2 separate regions of the Mus musculus genome follow, and region 2 is linked to region 1. The links are chromatin contacts, called in public Hi-C maps. All regions are on one chromosome and are shown on one strand. The core of a region is the stretch at or near the end of the contact, and the rest is flanking DNA. Distances in the headings are between cores, read along the strand shown.

What was found. A called contact is a pair of places that touch in the nucleus more often than the background predicts.
Region 2: a contact with region 1 is called in a Hi-C map of Sertoli cells, with 4 times the contacts expected there. The contact joins the promoter of Stxbp6 here to the enhancer-like site in region 1. A contact is called at or near these places in 5 of 39 promoter capture datasets (the C10 cell line, cranial neural crest, hippocampal neurons and 1 more), 2 of 484 Hi-C or Micro-C datasets (Sertoli cells and group 2 innate lymphoid cells), 7 of 115 datasets of contacts at active chromatin or transcription factors (astrocytes, cardiomyocytes, fibro-adipogenic progenitors and 4 more) and 3 of 9 other capture datasets (adipose tissue, liver and pancreatic islet).

What each region holds. Positions count from the first base shown.
Region 1 is chr12:44,884,444-44,891,185 of GRCm38.p6, reverse strand. All of the region lies in intron 4 of Stxbp6 (syntaxin binding protein 6 (amisyn)), which reads left to right. Among named protein-coding and RNA genes, the nearest start is that of Gm33548, 39 kb to the left of the region's middle. Within about 2 kb of position 4,090, at least 7 of the 459 cell types and tissues checked have an H3K27ac peak or open chromatin away from gene starts, as enhancers often do. A contact at or near this core is called in Sertoli cells, where this site is marked.
Region 2 is chr12:45,071,352-45,078,093 of GRCm38.p6, reverse strand. It overlaps Stxbp6 (syntaxin binding protein 6 (amisyn)), which reads left to right and starts at 3,611. Exons shown (of 6, transcript NM_144552.3): 1 at 3,611-3,899.

The DNA.
Region 1 (6,742 bases), core at 2,841-5,340:
GTTCTGAGCCCCATTTTTTAATGGGGTTATTTGATTTTCTGAAGTCCACCTTCTTGAGTTCTTTATATATGTTGGATATTAGTCCCCTATCTGATTTAGGATAGGTAAAGATCCTTTCCCAATCTGTTGGTGGTCTTTTTGTCTTATTGACGGTGTCTTTTGCCTTGCAGAAACTTTGGAGTTTCATTAGGTCCCATTTGTCGATTCTCGATCTTACAGCACAAGCCATTGCTGTTCTGTTCAGGAATTTTTCCCCTGTGCCCATATCTTCAAGGCTTTTCCCCACTTTCTCCTCTATAAGTTTCAGTGTCTCTGGTTTTATGTGAAGTTCCTTGATCCACTTAGATTTGACCTTAGTACAAGGAGATAAGTATGGATCGATTCGCATTCTTCTACACGATAACAACCAGTTGTGCCAGCACCAATTGTTGAAAATGCTGTCTTTCTTCCACTGGATGGTTTTAGCTCCCTTGTCGAAGATCAAGTGACCATAGGTGTGTGGGTTCATTTCTGGATCTTCAATTCTATTCCATTGGTCTACTTGTCTGTCTCTATACCAGTACCATGCAGTTTTTATCACAATTGCTCTGTAGTAAAGCTTTAGGTCTGGCATGGTGATTCCGTAGTGCAATTCTATCTGAACTCTTTTACACACACAGATGTGGACACACACACACACACACACACAGAGAGAGAGAGAGAGAGAGAGAGAAGCATACATCACTCCCCACTCACCCGTCCTCCCTTCCCTTTTGTCCCTCTCTCCACCTAATCCTTCATCCTTATTAGTCCCCTTTTTCCTTCTTATTACCCATTTCCCCACTCCATTCACACCACACCACAAATATGCCCATGCAATACACATACGCACAAACACACACGTACTAGTGATCCTTTTCTAATTTCCTGGATTCTATTGGTGCTTCAATTAAACATACAAGTCGAAAGATTCAACATTTGACTGTGGGGTTTGAATTACCTCACACAGGAAGTTGTGGAGAGTTCTCAGGTCAGGAAGATCAACTGTTTTCACCCTGCTGTGAGTCTTATAAACTACAATATTAAACTGCATAGTAAGATACATGGATGTGATGAGAGTAATCAAATGTTTTGTAATTGAATTTAAGGCCCATTCCATGGGCAGAAATGCAAACCTCAGGGGTGAACCTATATTCTGATCAACGGATGTATTATCAACTCGCCCTCTAAACTTGTTTCTCTGTACCAGTAGTTTCTTTCTCAGTCCTTATCAAGGAAGTTATCCTTCTTGTGTAGTGGTTAGTGGTTGACACAGAAACTCACAACTAATTAAAGAATGGAGAATAAGTTTAGTGAAGTGATCAACCACAAATGGAGTATTGCTGCCTCCCCTTGAGAGCCAGGGACAGTTGTACAAAAGGGAAAAGAAAGACTACAAAGGCTGCTCAGGGAGGCCTTGAGCGGTGTTTGATGGATATAACAGGATGGCTACAACCTTGACTGCATGACTGCTTTGGTTACCTGCACAAGCCTTGAAGCCTGGAGCAGGAGAGGCTCTCATAAACGCCAGCTTCTAACAGAGGAGTCACTGAAACCTGATAGCTTCTGGGGGAGGAGGAGTATATTTTTTTAATGGTGTGGCACTTGGTAGATTGTTTCCACTTGTGGACTGCCTCACACCTTTGAGTATATGGGCAACATATATTGAACTCACTGAGTTACTTTTTAAAGGGAAGCATGGAAGTTGCAGAGAGTAAGGAGGTAGGGAGTAGATTAATACGTGGTTGGGCTAGGGGTGGGAAGTTAATCTGATAAAAAAAATTGTATGTAATCCCAAAGAATGAATTAGAGTAGTATGTATTTTTAAAATAGAGTGTTATACACTTTTTATTAAGGGGAAGGTTTTAATCTCTCCTGACTTCCAAGTGCCAATACTACTGTTTCATTCAATGATGACCTGGACTTAAAATACTGCTTGCAGGCTCTCCTTCTGCCTGATATTGGGACACAGCAAAGTGGCCGATAGATAGAATAGATAGAAGTCTTGTACTTTCTCATACCACTGCCCCTGGCAGTCACATTTTTTTTTTTTAAAAATCTAATTAGAAAGAAATTAGTTACCCTCATAATATTCATATCACTATTGCTCTCAGAAGAATAGCGTGCCAACCATCACTGTAGCTCCCCAGGGCCACAGCTGGGTGACGTTGCTGGTTATCCAACAGTCTGCATAGCACCTTCCGGTGTGGTGAAAGCCAGCCAACAGCAGGAAGCTTCCTGATCAGTCCCAACCTGAGTTCTCCAAGTCTCGGGACCAAAACGTGTGGTTAGCTCTTCAGCAAGAGAGTCTTAGCATCAAATCATACTGGGCAACCAAAGGCAATAGACTACAATAGACTGTACTGCTTTGGGTGTCACCAGGGCACGATGACTAACAAATCACACCTGAGTATCCAAGAGCTGGCACTAGGCTTTCATATGGCAACCTATGGCTCCTGGAGGGGCATAATTTGTGCAGGGCAACACCAATTAAACTCTGTTACATGAGAAAAAAATTATGTATATGTATAATCACCTTATAAAATAGTGAATTTCTGTGTGGCTTTTTCAAGCATCTTTAGTGTTAATTACCCTCCTTTTTCCAGAAAGGTGGGCAAACAATTTTTAATAGCAAGTGAAAAAGCCAACAGAAAAATAACTGAGACCTGGAACCACATAAAACAAAATGAAAAGAAAACAAACAAAAACCAGAAATCTATGAATTTAAAGTAAGTCCATTTAAGGTAAATGGCAATAATGATAAAATAATTTGAATTATTGTATGTTCATATTAATTCCAATTTAATTGAATTCAAATTCAAATTGTGTGTTCACTGGCCACATTTTGTTGATATAAAAGAGAGGAAATACTTCATTTGCCACATTTTGCTGATGTAAAAGAGAGGTGAAATTTGTTCTCTACAGAGCTATATGTAGGATTAAATAACATAACATATGTGGAAAATGACGTGTGCTTTCCATGCCATACTCAACAGTAAATAGATATTTTCAGATCCACAAAGACATAAGGCACTGACCAGCCTTCCTCTTCCTCTTCCTCCTCCTCTCCAGAGAGAAGTAATTGAGGGTACAGATTCAGGAGCAAGTATGGTTGTGTTCTAATGGTATCTCTTTCCATATGAGCTATAATCTCAGATAAAATATTTATCTAGTCCTTGGGTTTCCCATTTTCAACATAAACCAACCTCAAACAATTGTTCTGAGGATTGAGTTTTTACAGACCACTTTGGACAATGTTTCATATGAGGTAATGGTAGTAGTGCTGTTATGTTTCAGATATGGAAAGTTGTAACAGATATGGTTGCCATATTTCTAAGGCATTAGGGACTTCTTTTATATATTAAAGATTGGAATTTTTTTCTTTAAAGGACATAGGATAGAATGATTCATTACTCAATTGTCTTTCTAATTTTTTGGTTTGTAAAATATGGAACACTATATATTTAAAATTATCTTTTGCTGATGCCTAAATATTTTGTAAGATATATCAAAATAATGTGCTGTATACACCTTTATGTTGTAACACCAGCCAGCCATGTTGACTTACTACTTAGGACACTAGGGCAGAGAAGTCTGTAAATTTCAGGCCTCTGATCAAACCCAGCCCATTCTTGTAAATAAAGTTTTATTGGAACACGCCACACCCCTTACCTGCATACCACCCAAGGTTCCGTGATATAACAGCAGTTTTAATGGGAACACTATCACTTGAGAAACTCAAAGGATTTACTAGTTGGCCATTTGTAGAATTGATTGTTCTGAAACTTACCTAAAAGATTTTCAGTAAGTCTTTATTCAGAAACAATATTGGATACATTTCAAAAGATAACCATGTATTTTGAAAACATAAACGGCAATAGAATTTTAAAGAATTCACAATGGTGGTGGTGGTGGTGGTGGTGGTGGTGTGTGTGTGTGTGTGTGTGTGTGTGTGTGTGTGTGTGTTTAGCTAAAATGTATTAACTACAAAAAGCGGGTATAGAATTCTGCTTCTTTCTTGGTGTGGGAAATGTCACATTTAGGACTGTTTGCTGCTGATCGTGTTGTTAAGGAATGTTGTCAAGGCCAGTATGTCTAAAATTAGAGCATAGAGCCAGGAGGTCAGAGAGGGACAGACAATGCAACTTTCACTCATAATCAAAGAACTCGGCTCCCTGTGGATTTCCCCAGCCAGGTTCCCAATTGAGAAGGGAGATCTTTGTAATGTTTTCAGTGTTTATTCTCAAGGCCTGTTGACCTTTGAATGATCTGAGATTTTTTTTTTCCTTGTGTATTCTGTTTTAATGGTTTGTATTTTGTTTGGTTTTAAGCATGTTTAACTTTTAAAAAAGAAGAACTACTATATACGTGTTGAGAATTTTTAAGTATATAAAAGAATAAATATCAGGAGATAAACATAGGAAGGCAATGGAGTCATCATGCACATAGGTGCTGATGCTCACACTTCTCCGTCCCTCAGGGCATTTGTAAAAGGTGCATTTCCAGTGTGCTGACTTCACAGGACTATGTTCTTGATAAAAAAAAAAAAATCCACCATTTTAAGAAACGTTTGTATCCTTTAACTTCTCAACCACACCACAACACACACTTTGATGCCCATTTTGCCAGGAACGTTCTGACTTCAGCAATGCGGGATACTTGACTAGAATGTGAAAACATGAAAAAGATTTTTTTGGTTGTCAAGCCGAGAGAGAACATTAGGGTTTGTTGTTGTTGTTGTTTTTGTCTTGGTTTGGTTTGGTTTTCGTGCTGATTTCTATTTCTATCCATTCGCAATTCTACAGGGCATTTCAAACACACTGTCTAGACATGACTCGGTATGGAAGACATGTAGACAAGTCCAAAGGAAAGACTGTTCTTTGTTCTGTCCTATTAGAACCGAGCTGTGTCCCAGACCTCCTAGACTCAGAGCGGGGTTATGTCCACTGTACACTTACTGTGTTTTGAGACATGATACACTGTAGTTAAATGATATTAAGAGCCCAGATTTCACATGTAGCTATGCTTATATTACTAAATGTAAACAAAGAAAACCAGATACCACTAGCTTTCCTTGTCAGTTTGTTTATTTGTTTTATCGCTTGTTGTTGTTGTTGTTGTTGTTGTTGTTTCCAAGACAGGTTTCTCTTTGTAACAGCTCTGAGTGTCCTGGAACTCTCTGTAGACTAGACTGGCCTTGAACTCAGCGACCACTGGCTTCTTAATGATATGAATTTAGATATTGTGGTTAGCAGTCGGTGCGAGGCAGACCTATAAATATGCACCCTGGGGCTACTTTCTAACACTTTCTTTTCATTTTTTTTAACCAATGGGTAATTTTTTTCCTTTCTTTTTATTAGCTATTTTCTTTATTTACATTTAAAATGTTATCCCCTTTCCTGGTTTCCCCTCAGAAAACTCCCTATCTCCTTCCCCCTCCCCCTACTCACCAACCCACCCACTCCTGCTTTCTGGCCCTGGTACTTGCCTATCCTGAGGCATAGAGCCTTCACAGGACCAAGGGCCTCGAGGCCCACTGATGACCAACTAGGCTGTCCTCTGCTACATGTGCAGCCAAAGCCATGAGTCCCACCATGTGTTTTGTTTGTTGGTGGTTTAGTCCCTGGGAGCTCTGGGGTTACTGATTAGTTCATATTGTTGTTCCTCCTATGGGGCTGCAAACCCCTTCAGCTCCTGGGGTACTTTCTCTAGCTCCTTCACTGGGGACCCTGTGCTGCATCCAATGGATAGCTGTGAGCATCCACTTCTGTATTTGTCAGGCTCTGACAGACTTCACAGGAGACAGCTATATCAGGCTCCTGTCAGCAAGCCCTTGTTGGCATCCACAATAGGGTCTGGGTTTGGTGGCTGTATATGGGATAGATCCCAAGGTGGGGCAGTCTATGGATGGTCATTCCTTCAGTCTCTGTGTAACACTTTGTCTTTGTAACTCCTTCCATGGGTATTTTGTTCCCCCTTCTAAGAAGGATCAAAGTGTCCACACTTTGGTCTTCCTTATTCTTGAGTATCATGTGTTTTGCAAATTGTATTTTGGGTATTCTGAGCTCTGGGCTAATATCCACTTATCAGTGAGTGCATATCATGTGTGTTCTTTTGTGACTGGGTTACCTCATTCAAGATGATATCCTCCAGGTAAATCCATTTGCCTAAGAATTTCATAAATTCATTTTTTAATAGCTGTGTTGTAGTCCATTGTGTAAATGTACCACATTTTCTGTTGAGGGATATCTGGGTTCTTTCCAGCTTCTGGCTATCATAAATAAGGCTGATATGGGCATAGTGGAGCATGTGTCCTTATTACATGTTGCAGCATCTTCTGGATATATGCCCAGGAGTGGTATTGCTAGGTCCTTAGGTAATAGTATGTCCAATTTTCTGAGGAACTGCCAAACTGATTTCTAGAGTGGTTGTACCAGCTTGCAATCACACCAGAAATGGAGGAGTGTTCCTCTTTCTCCACATCCTCTCCAGCATCTGCTGTTACCTGAGTTTTTATCTTAGCCATTCTGACTGGTGTAAGGTGGAATCTCAGGGTTGTTTTGATTTGCATTTCTTTGATGACTAAGGATGTTGAACATTTTTTTAGGTGCTTCTCAGCCAATTGCTATTCCTTAGTTGAGAATTCTTTATTTAGCTCTGTATCCCATTTTTAATAGGGTTATTTGATTCTCTGGAGTCTAACTTCTGGAGTTCTTTATATAAA
Region 2 (6,742 bases), core at 2,362-4,861, 190 kb before region 1:
TTCTAAGAAGCTTGGAAGCTTAAAAAATAGACTCTTCTAGCTTTAAAAACAATAACTAATTTGGAGGGTTATAAACAAGATTGAAATGTGAGATTTCAAATATTCAAGAGTTTATGTTAACAAAAGTGCTATTTGATATTTTCCACTAAAAAGTTGGTAAATTGATAAATTCCTAAATTGTTGTTGCTTAATATAAATTCACATCCTCGGAATGAAAATGTGAGGAGGTACTAGCTATGCTATATAGCTGGTCTGAGGCCCCCAGCACATATATAGCAGAAGATTGCCTAGTCTATCCTCAGTGGGAGAGGACATGCCTAATCCTAGAAAAACTTGAGGCCCCAGGGAGGCAGGAGGCATGGTAAGGGGAACATCCTCTTGGAGAAAGGGGGAAGGAGGAATGGGATGAGGAACTGAGGTAGTGGGGACCAAGAAGTTGCTGGGAGGAGAGGCAACAGCTGGATTGTAATAAATAAAATAATAATAATAAAGAAAAAATAATATCAACATTAAAAATGTAGAGGTGAATCTAGTCCCATATGCATAGATGGCACTATTATATCTTAAGGGAATCTATTAAAATGCTGTCCTATGACATCAGTGCCCTGCAACAAACCATATCACTTAATCAGGTTGGTTTATTTATTGGCTTTTGAGATATGGTCTTGTTATATAACCCTTGAACTCATGGCAATTCCCCTGTCTCTGCTTTTCTAGTGCTGGTATTGAAGATATAAGCCACAAGGCTCAAATTCATTTGTTATTTAGATAGCATTTCCTCCCATTTGGCTTAGACAACCTAAGGCATCTAAATCCACAAGAGTTTTAGGTTGAGGTTTCACAGTGAGTTAGGACACTATTGTTTTTATATAATTTAATACCCACAAAGGTCGTGTCCTTGTAACCATGAGATTACTTATGCCACAAAGGAAGAAGGAAATATCACTTTTATGTTTTTCTTCTTTCTCAAAATAATAAGTTAAAAGTACTTAACTTGGCAGCTGGATGAAATACTGTGTCTTTTTCGTTTCTATCATTACAAGATTAAACTTCAAAGACAGACCATTTCTGTAACTATATGCAAGAAACAGACAATGCTAGCTTTTTACGGGGTGGGAACAGGCTTCACTCTGTAAGAAGCTCTTTTGCACTATGTTCTTTAAAAAAAAAATCACTATTTGTTGTTTACTCATATAAACTTTAAATGTGATTATTTTAATATCGAAACAGAGAGACAAAAGGCAAGAGGTCGTCGAATCCCTAATGTGCAGGAACACACACATACACAATATGAAACACTAGCAAAATATTTTTCTTGTAAGCCCCTCCCTATATAAATGTTTATTTCCTGTTCTTGATGACATCATCATCATTATTTTTTTTTTAAAACAACAATTCTTAGGAACTAGGGGAGGTACAATACAGGCCTGGGAGATTTTGATGATTGAAATTTTTATTTATTTTGCAAATATTTGTAACTACCTGTTATGTGATAGGCCCTGCTCTAGGTACTTCCTCCTCATCAAAACTTCTGGAAACCTTCTGTGTAAACACTCAAGCATTTTTTTTCCCTCCTTGAGAGTTCTGCGGGCTTAAAATACTTCCAATAGATAAAGGGTAGTTTGTTCTGAAGCAGACACTAGCAAACTGTTCGTTAAAGGGCACTTTGTACAGAGGGCAGCCATCTTGTCTAGACCTTCAGTACTGAGGGGGGATAGGGGAAAGATAAACATTAAGGTGGTGAGGAAGAAGAGTGAAGGTGACAATAGAAACTAATACCAGAGGATCTTATTAACTGATTTGTTGAAATAGTCAAAAATTTATTCCAATGTTTTATTAGCAATATCCCAAAATTAAAAAAGCTGCTCTAATGGATGAAGTTTGCTACCTTGGATAACCTTTGTAATGTATGTCAAGTCTAATTTGATAGGTGATGATCAAGGATAGTGCGTTCTTATTGCCTAAACTCTCACTATTAAAAAAACCCACAACCACACACCACTTCTAAACCTCTCATAAATAATGAGAACTGTCTTCTAATTCAAAGCTGAGGAAAATACAGCTGTGGAGAGAAGCCATTTGCTCTCCTTAACTGATGGAGGAATGGCTGAGAGTGACAGAAAACCCGATTATTATTTTTCGGTAAAAAAGATAACCCAACCACACGTCTTTCCAGAGATAAGCAGAACGCAGACAGCCTTATCAGTGAAATGCTTCGGATTTTCATAAAACAGCGATCATATCACGAGCAACCCTTTCTTCTCCTCCGAACTACTTTCCTAACTACTGCTCAACATGTCTTCCCTGAAGAGGTATCTTTGGATGATACTGATTTTCTTTTTTTCCTCTCCCGCGTCTCAGCTGGTTCCAACACATTCTACCAAATAAAAAGCAGGCATCACAGACTAGCAATCAGGAGCTCGGGGTCCCACCTTGCTCTCTTCATGTACCAAATCTTGCAGCTTTCTCTTCCGCCAGGGAGGATCAGGCCAGAATGAGGTGGGACACAAAGTGGAAAGGTTGGCCAAAGAACTCGGTGATCAAATTAAAGTTTTAATGCAGTATGAAACGGAAAGAAATCAATACAAAAATTAAGGATAAAAATATCAAAATTTTAAATAAAGGCAGGGCCGGTACTACGGGGGCGGGGGGGGGGGGCTTCCTTTTGTTTCAGAATGTAATATGCCTTTCAGGGACTCTTGAGCAGCTAGGCTGAGTCTAGTTTACCTTGCAGTGAGCCCAGGTGCTTAGACTTCGGAAGCGTCCTCAAAGTTTGTTCTCAAAGCCACTTTCCGCATTAGTTAACTCCGAATGATCCAGCGTTTATCACTAGCTCGCTTCTGTCAGGAAAACCTATTTCCCCTTGCACTTTGAAGGCAGTCTGAATCATCCTGGATCCTTGCCAGCGCCTTGCTAAGCCACCGTGGGCAGGCGCTCAGCACCTCTCCTCTCCACAAAACTCCTTGGTTCAGATTGGCTGAGCAGCCACTGGACCCAGCAATGGGTTTTTGGTCTAAACTCTAGTTTCTTTTTTTCTTTCTTCTTTTGTTTTTCCTCTGGCAAGACTCAATTACCGGAATATTCTGAACGAACAAAACCCTATATGTTAACCACTTATTTATTTATAAAATAAAATCCAGCAAAACCAGGTCTGATTTCCTTCACGATAGCCTTGGGCGCTTAGAGCACAGCAGTTGCTCTGCCTGCGGAGCTCCCTCAAGCTGGCTTCCTCCTTCCCGCTTCACTCATTTACTGGGCTTGCCAGGCCCCATTAGCTCTTGGATTTTGTCACCCCAAGTAAGCTTGCGACTGAATAAAACCCCACCTGCTGGGCCCACATTCCTGTAGCATGTTGTTTTTTAAATACTTGCTTGCAAAGGCTCCCAGAAGCAGCCCATCTTTCCAGCCCACAAACTTCCCACAACCCATGGGACTCTCACCGCTTTGCACTTGCTAACCCGCGCCCCAAGGGCTCGCCCCCACTTGTCCCCCGGGCTCTGGGCCTGTGGCGGGGCCCCGGAGCCCTGGGCTACCGATCTTTGCCCCAGGCCAGGTCGTTGTGGCTCGCCCACAGCAGCACTGGGCATGCTCACAGGCAGCGGCGGGGGCAGGTTGGTTTTGCTAGCTCGCACTCGGCGGCAGCGGGCCGGCGCGAGGCTGCAGCTGGAGCTCTGGCGCCCGGAGTTGGAGTTGCCAGGAGTTTCCCCGACCCCTCCCTCCTCGCGCACAGCGGCAGGAGCCCGCGCGGGAGCGGCGAGCCGCGATCAGCCAGAAGCCGAGCCGGCCCAGCTTAGTCTGCAGCCCCGATCTCCGCGCGGGGCAGCCGCGGGGGAGCCCTGTCTTCGGTTGGGACGCGTGCCGCGCACTAGGCACCGCCCGAGCACGAGCCAGGCTGCACGGTAGGTTCCTGGCGTGGGGAGGCCAGGCTACCCGGCGTACAGTTGCAGCTATCGCGGCTGCGGGCTGGGATGCGCGGCGCGGGGCAGGCGGAGAGGGTAGGCGCGCGGAGAGCCGCGCGGGCAAGTTGGAGGGCGGCAGGAGAAGGGGCTGGACACAGGGCTCAGCTGCTTTGTGCGCGCGGAACGGGGTCGGGGTAGCTGATTCTCCCTCCAACCCCGGACCAGGAGTGGGAGCTACATTGGCCAGAACCTAGCAGGTCAGATTCCCGTGAGAAAGTTGGTGGTGGAGCCCTTAGGTCCGCACTGCCTGCTCGGCAGAACGATCCCCCTGGGCTGCCTCCTGGAGAACTCAGTGGGTCGCAGCGCCCCTAGCCAGAGCTCTCTCCGCTGAAATTAGCGAAATCACCCCATCTATGAATGCTGGCATCTTCCAGGAAGATCATCGATGCCAAAACTGAGGCTGGTACTTCTTACGGGGTTAGCTTCCGGGCCCCTTAGCTTTTGCCCCTTCCCCCAACCTAAGAAGTGGTCAGGGGCTCAGCCAAGGCCTCCCTCGGGGCTCCGAATTCTCTTTCAGAGCGCGCCAGAATCCGGCTCACCCATATGGCGGGTCAGAGAAGCTGGAGTAGATGGATGGCTTGTTTTTTCTTTCTGACTTTCCCCAGGTTTACATTATCACAGACCCCAGGACCCAAAGGTCAGTTAGAGAGTTTAGAATGGCACACCGTTCTTTAGGAGGAGTGCATGCGAGCTTGTTTGCTTTGGACTTCGTTAACAACCATCTCCTGTTTCTATCATTCTTCAACCCGGACTTTGTGGGAAGGAGCAGGGACCGAGGAATGCCTTCTTCATTTCATAGTCTCCTAAGGTCTTCTGGGAGACTCCGAGGCCCTGAAAACGGCAGTATGCATATTGCACGGATGTTCAGGATGGCCACGGTCCTTCTGGGTCCACCCCCCCCCCCCCGCTTGTTGTTTTGAGTTTTAGAATTGTGCCTGCACATCAGTCAGAGCAGTGCTGTCCTAACAGGGTGTGGTGGAGGGGAAAAGGGTTGAGGTGTGTGGAGGAGTTCAGCCCAGGCTGTGAATAGCTGTTTGCCTTGATGAGGAGGCTGCATTGGGAAGAAATACAGAATAATTATGCAGGCACCTCACTCTTTTAAATCCCCCCTTCTCCTTTTCTTTCATCTCTTGGCTGAACACCTTGGTTGTTGGTTATGTGTGTTAAGTTTTTAAAGGAGAACTCACTCTGACAAAGTGGCAGGGTTTTGGGAGTTAACCATTTTGGTGTACGTTTTTCTCTTGGGGATTGTAACATCTTGGGGAAGGTTTTCAGATGTGGGGGTCCCATGGTGTGGCTACACAACACAGGTTCTCGAGTCACACAGACCTGAGGGCAAGTTTTCCCTGATGGACAAGTTATTTACCACTTTGAACTTCAGCTCTTGTTTGTGTTGTTTGTTTTGTTTCTGACAAAGTGGGAGATAACGGTGACCCTATCTCTTTCTGTTGTGAGACCTGAGTGAATGACGTAAAGGGAGATGAAGATTGCTAAGAAAACACAAAGATGGTATCTAGGCCTTAGGTTTTGTTTCTGTGCACTGTGCCCAGCTTTAAAAACTCTGCTTATTCTTGATTATAACAATCAAGTCTCCCCGGACTGTGCAGTCTTCACTACAAGGTTTAGTTGCTGAGGTCTGTGGAAGAAGCCATTGACACACACCTGCACGGCTTCTCTTGATTTTTATGGGTGGGAAATCCCACTTTCCTGTCTGAGGGAGGCAGTGTGGTATAATGGAGGAGACCATGGGACCTGCCCTAGCACCATTCACAGTCCTGGCCCCCGCAGAACTGTCTGTGTCAGCAGGGCTTCTTTTGTGATCCTAGGATGATGAAGAAATCAGCAAGTCCTGGGATGGAGCTCTGACTTGGCTTTTCATAGTGACCTTGAATTAAGGACTCAAGTCTCCTTGCTGAAATCAGTCTGTGAGATTAAAAACCAACTTAAGTGGCAAGGACAGGAGAGATTGCATGCCACCCAGTTAACAAGGATTTAATGAGGCTCCCGAGCTTCCCCAGAAGTATACCCTGAGCCTAGCTAGAGCAGAGATTCCCAAATATGAGTGTTAGTTCTTGATAACTCATGAATTGCTGGCTTTCACTTCCAGTCTCTTGACTCTCTAGGTTTAGAGCAGAGGTATGGCAGTTTGTATTGCTAACTAGCTTCCGATGACACTAAGGCTGCTCCCCAGCCATGCCTACATAGAATCACTAATTTCTATAGGGGGAGAAAGAGAGGGGGCTGCTCCAAATTAGTTCTCTGTAGTGGAGACAGGGTTTCTTCCAGGAGCTTTTGGAAGTTGCTTTAAGCACTTTGAACTTCAAGACATGTGTCAGCTTCTATTGCCTCATTTTAATGATTCTAGTTGCTTTTCTAATGAGTAATTTTACAAAAAGATAAGATTGCTCTTTCTTACTGTGTAGTACTTCTTCTCCAGTCTGTAGAGATTTGGTGATCCTTAGACGTGTGTGGGCTGGTTGCCAACCTGAGAAGAAGGACCCTTAACTAAGGAGTTACTTCTGTTGTCCTATAGGCAAGTCTGTGGGACATTCTCTTGCTTATGATTGATGTGGGAGGGCTCAGCCCTCTGTGGGTGGTGGCACCCTGAGTAGGTGGTCCTGGCTTCTTTAAGCAAGTTAAGCAAGCCCTGGTGAGCAAGCCAGTAAGCAGTGTCCCTCCATGTATCCTGTTTGAGTTCCTGCCTAGATTTCTCTCAGTGATGCACTGTGATTGGAACATGTAAGCCAAAGAAATCCTTTCTTTTCCAAGTTGCCTTTGGTCAT